Regions from separate parts of the Danio rerio genome. Here region 1 is linked to region 2. The links are chromatin contacts, called in public Hi-C maps. All regions are on one chromosome and are shown on one strand. Each heading gives the region's core, a stretch centred on a gene start, on an enhancer-like site or on the middle of the called end of the contact. The rest is flanking DNA. Distances are from core to core; before and after follow the strand shown.

Region 1 (2,700 bases), core at 95-2,594, 240 kb before region 2:
TATTTGATATGGAATGACTACAAAAGCCCACCTTTTTGTACACCTTGCTATGTTTTGTGGGACATATAAAAACAACACGCTGCATTCATCAATATATTTAATGAATTATTAGCCAGTGCATTGTTTAAAAAGAATTAGCATTATTTGATATCTCATATCTAAATCTTTAATTTTCAAAAGAAACTAGAAACTATTTATTAAAATTATTTGCAGACCTCAAATAACCCCAAAATTGTTAGACCAGTATAGTGCAATAATATTGGTATGTTTATCATTACTGTAATTATTACTGTACTGTAAATATGAGATGTAATGTAGAATTTGAAGATCAGTTCAGAGAAGAGCACAGGCCTAGAAGTAATTAGTGACACGTACAGACTCATTATGCTACTGCAGATGCAAGCTGAAAGACAAGAAAGCCAGTTTTAAACTGGTTTTGCGCATACTGGTATAACAAAGTCTAGAATAAGAAAGGATTTCATAACAGGGTGTGGTACAGTAAATTACACTAGTCATGTAGAGAATCCAAATGTACTTATTCTTAAAAAATAATAATGATCTGCATGAACACTGAAAATAGCTCTTGCCACTGATTTTGTAATACTACTGCCACAAAATACAATACCAAGAGCATTTCAAACTAATGCACAAAGGTAATTTCTCCTCTCATTCAGTATTCTCTGGTTAATACATTTGTTGTGAAACCTTATTATCTGAAATGTTCTAATTTATTATTTATTTTATAGGTTCCTCAGTGTATAAAAAGTGGATATTATTTGTATTATACTATGATATTAGTATAATGATTATTATTAACACATTAAGTTAATTTAATTTTAACATGATATTTACTTTTGATGTCTTTTGTTGTTATAATTACCAGCATATGACAAGCAGAATACAATTGAAAAACTCCCAATCAAACTCTCTAAATTTCACCAACAAGTGCTTACAACATGGAGACTAATTTATAAACACAACTTCTGCCCACATAGTTTTCTTTTTTGGAATAATACCAATGTCTTGTATAGAAATAAGTCACTATTATTTTATAACTTTTGTTAAGAACTAAAATTGGAAAAATGTGCGTAATACATTGGCATGTATTTCTACCCTCTCCTCTGTTTTTTATTTTCTTTTTCTTTTTATTAAATTTCTTTTTTTCATTTATTCTATTCTTTTTAAGAAATGTAAAGTGATTTTGTTGTATAAGAAAACTTCTTGTTAATAATAAAAAAGAAAAGCTGAACCCCCCAAATAAACCTCTGATCACTTCTCGTTTGATTAGTACAGTCTGAAGCGACGAGGCTCTGCATTTCCTCAACCGAGACGCACCAGCCAGACAGAACCAGTCGATCGCAGAGGCCTCCCCACTGTCTCCCCCCTCTTTGTGTTTATATATGTTTTTTAAAATCTTTTTTGAGGGAAACTGTCAAGCCCTATCCCAAAGAGCAGGGACCAAAGAGCAAAAATAATGTACGCGTTCGTGCGTTTCTTGGAGGACGATATGTGCTACGCGTTACCTGTGTCAGACGTGAAAGATTTCCAGCCTGTGCACAAAAGAGATTTTGATGATCAGAAGGTGTATGTGGTGCTGAGAGGCGCAGGCCAGCCTGCCAAAGCACACATCCTCGCCCTGGCAGGTGAGTTCTGCTCTTCTCTTTATGTTATATACAATGATAACCTTTATGCATAACTGTATCATTCGTGACGGTGGTGTTTAATGTTTAACAGATCCTATGAAATGTCAGGCAACTTTGTCAATTTTATTTTTCCTTTTTTTCCGGTGCATTAAAATATGCGAAGCATCATAATCATGACATGATATGAAAAGTTATCACATAAAATGTCATTTAATTTTCACGTGAGCTACACGAACATGCGTTATGAGAAGATTTAACGATAAAATCTGCGATGTTTTGATATGATCAATACATGCAGACGGAGAAAGTGTCAAATTTGTGTTTTTAGCTTGCCGTGTTAGCGGAGGTTGTTTTAGACAAACTTGTCTATGTTTACTTTTGACAAGCACGACAGTCTGATTCTAAACTAACGACACTGCCTGTCGAATAAGCAATGACAAGTTGAAACGAAAATAAGAGGGTTTTAAAAGGAGGCTCAAGATGCTAAGCGGTTGTTAGCTTGCTGCTAACGTTTCCTTCATTTGTCGGCAGTGCACAGAAGCTGAACAGCTACTAAATACATCAAATTATATCCCTGACAGCATGTCTAAACTGCTAACGATACGAAGAAGTAAATATGATAATCAGAAAGTCATGTATTGTAATGTTTGTTGTGTTTGTATTAAGCAGCTAGGTTACTCTCATCCTATTAGCTAGCAAGATGAAGGTTATTTTCTGTCGCCTTTATTTTTTACGCCCTTCATTTTGTTTGAAACCTTCCGTCAGCATGGTGTACTGTTAAATTATAACCAGCATATCTTGCTATAAGTATTGCAGTATACGTGGTTTAAATCAAAGTTGGTGGCAGATCTGTTATCATGTGACACTTCCTCCTTTAGTTGGGGGAAAAAGAAAAAAAAAGAAAAACTGGCCACTTTCACTGCTGCCACTCTTCAATCAGGACCGTTTAGATACATTACTAATCTACATGTGTGGCTTAACCTGCTCTTACAACCCTGATCTCGTTAGGGACAGAAGTCTGGAGTTCAGTACAGCTTTTAAATCAGTTTGCATGAAC
Region 2 (2,858 bases), core at 349-2,848:
TTTTGTTTTCTTTTTTTTTGGGGGGGGGGGGGTGGGGTGGAGGGGGGTAGATGTTTTTTAGGATTATTTTATTTAGTTTGTTAGGGAAACAGTATCTCCAGCAGAAAAGGACCCTCCACATGAAAAGCTACTGTTCCAAAATATTTTAAATGTTTCTGAAAACAAACTAAATTGTGTTCAATGGAAATAAATGTTGTTATTTACCCAGACATTTAAAAAAAGAACATATGTTAAAAAAGTAATTACAATACTGTGATACCGTGAAACTGCTATTTTATATACAAGTATTTCATACCATTGAAATCTTATACCGGCTCATCCCTAGACACAATGGTGTAATTATTAGTTATTTGGTTATTTCAACAAATACCGTTTTGAATAAAAACTACCATTGCAAGACTTCAATTTTCGCCTCGTCATGACACTTTTATAAAATACAGGTTTAAAGAGATACATTTTGCCAAAATTTAACACAAAAATGTAAAATTCGGCCATATTGCTCAGACAACCAATTTTTGTTTATTTATTTTCTTAGAGTATGTTTCTTGTTAATATTTTGTGTTGTTTTTTCGACTCTCAGTCAAATATAAGTCTTGCACTCTTAAAAAAACTGTTTTGTTTTATTGCTTTGCGTTTATAGTTCGGGCTGTAAAAGAACAAATAAACATCTCACTCATGTAGTCACACTTTTACACCATCCTAGATTTTAGAGTCACACATTCAGATTTTCTCCTTAATAATAGTTTAAAAAAGTAGCATAGTAAACAAAAAGGGAGAATGTCACTGAACGAATATGCGAATATAAAACCAACTTCAGCGTTACCTCAATTTGCCTTGTCTGCTGCTTAAAAACGTATAAACGTAAACACTAAATCTACTTTAAGAAATGGCTAACGTTATTGAAAACAACTTATTTTGTTCTTCCCGTTTATAAAGTGTCTAAAACAGCCTTTTATTAGACATCACAACATGTGATGATCACATCACAAACATAAATAACGTCTTGATTGTGTGAGCAGAAAAACAAACAAAAAAAGAACAGAACTGGGATTACTTGACGTTTACATCAGTTTCAAATAAAGGTTGGAATTTAGATTTTTCTTATACTGTAATTACTGATGAAAATCTCTGATATCGTGATTACTGCAGAACAAAATATGAACACTCCACGCTACAGGAATATCACATATGGCGAGATATGGCTCTATTAATGCAATCATACATATGAGTGCATGACTTATATTTGACCGAGAGTCGAAAAAAACACAAAATATTAACAAGAAACATACTCTTAACTTTTATCGTTATTTAGAAGTTCAACGCGTTTTCCCACACATGTTCGGACATGTTTCCACACACACATGCGGCTTTTTTACCAATACACATAAAACGCCACAAAACAACCTCACACTGAACTCCAGCTAATAAAAACATAAACAACAATTAAAATGCATAATTGACAAACAGACCTTAGCGTTTTCAGAGTTTTCATCGCTGGTGTTTTTCACCGGGGAACCTGCGCGTGTTCCTCTTCTGGTGGCCACCATGTTGCCACTATGGCTCCGGACGCACTTCCGCCCACGAGACCCACGTTCTCCGAATGTACAGACGCGATTAATCGATGCACGAAAGCGAGCAGAATAGAGCGTTGGGTGAGTTGCAAATGATGATATGGATCCGCGTCCTGGTTCCACTGATAACAAGTTGTTTATAATGTACATTTAAATGTATGTTGTATATAAAAGTAAGGGTGTTTAATTGGGTAAAGTGGAAACCTGAGGACTTGAGACATTGTTTTTCTTTCATATTTACCCGAGCCATTGTTTTTGCTTGGTTCCTGTTTATTTTCACGGCGTTTTGTCTACTCAGTGTGTGTGTGGGTGTGTGTTGTTATTAAATGAATAGTTCACCCCAAAAATTTACTAACAATTCATCACCCTCAAATGATTCCCAACATTATGAGTTTAACACAAAATGGTGTAAACTTGTAATCATTTACATCCAAATTAGGAAAAACAAATGGAAGTCAATGGTTACAGGTTTCCACCATCCTTCCAAATATCTTCTCTTGTGTTCTACAGAAGTAAAAATAATAATAATGAAATAGATTTTATACAAGTGGAGGGTGAGTAAATTACATCATTTTCATCTTGGGGTGAAATATTCCTTAATGGGAGTTAAATTTATAAAATAAAATAAAAAGAATTACCACAGAAAAATCCATTTTCAATTGCGAAGTTTATAAACCAGATTAAAAATGTTCATCACAATATGGGAAAATAGTAATTACATGTACAGTACAAGAAACAATCTCTCTTATAGGATTGGATCCAACAGGAATTGCCATTACAATGAATAAATAACACAGGTAAAAATATATACTCTGACTACTCACTCCATACTGGAGCGATAAGCCTTGGTATTCTTCAAGTGTGGACTTTTGTTTCCAGTGTTTTTATATACACAATGAATCAAGGCTGTTTATGCCATGCATTTTAACAGCATACAGTTACATACCTTAATATTTATTTTATCTCAGGTAAGCAAAGCAAAGGGATGCAAAAGAGATAAAATGATAATAAAAATAATTCCAAGCAAAGCAAAAAATAAATTATACGAACATAAAAAACGCCAGCAGGACATTAAAATTAAAAGATTAAAAAAATCTAAAACTAATTCGGAAACAAATCTCTGTGGTAAACTTCTTGAAATAAAAAAAGTTTTCAACACAACCATAAGGGCATAAGGGTGTGAATGTCTTTTTTTTTTCTCCTGAAAACAAGGTCACGGGAACATTAAAACAGGCCCTGTACTTAAAATATTTGATTACAAAAACAACCTTTTGGTTCTTAAATCCT

What was found. A called contact is a pair of places that touch in the nucleus more often than the background predicts.
Region 1: a contact with region 2 is called in a Hi-C map of hematopoietic stem cells, with 2.6 times the contacts expected there. The contact joins the promoter of bend5 here to the promoter of dnttip2 in region 2. A contact is called at or near these places in 2 of 18 Hi-C or Micro-C datasets (caudal fin and hematopoietic stem cells) and 1 of 4 datasets of contacts at active chromatin or transcription factors (embryo).

The regions. Positions count from the first base shown.
Region 1 is chr8:17,285,106-17,287,805 of GRCz12tu, reverse strand. bend5 (BEN domain containing 5) reads left to right here and starts at 1,344. Exons shown (of 6, transcript NM_001327767.1): 1 at 1,344-1,643. The coding sequence starts at 1,475. It also overlaps a transcript of agbl4 not described here.
Region 2 is chr8:17,041,905-17,044,762 of GRCz12tu, reverse strand. It overlaps dnttip2 (deoxynucleotidyltransferase, terminal, interacting protein 2), which reads right to left and starts at 1,598. Exons shown (of 7, transcript NM_001145786.1): 1 at 1,470-1,598. The coding sequence starts at 1,547. It overlaps gclm (glutamate-cysteine ligase, modifier subunit), which reads right to left. Exons shown (of 7, transcript NM_199845.1): 7 at 2,220-2,858.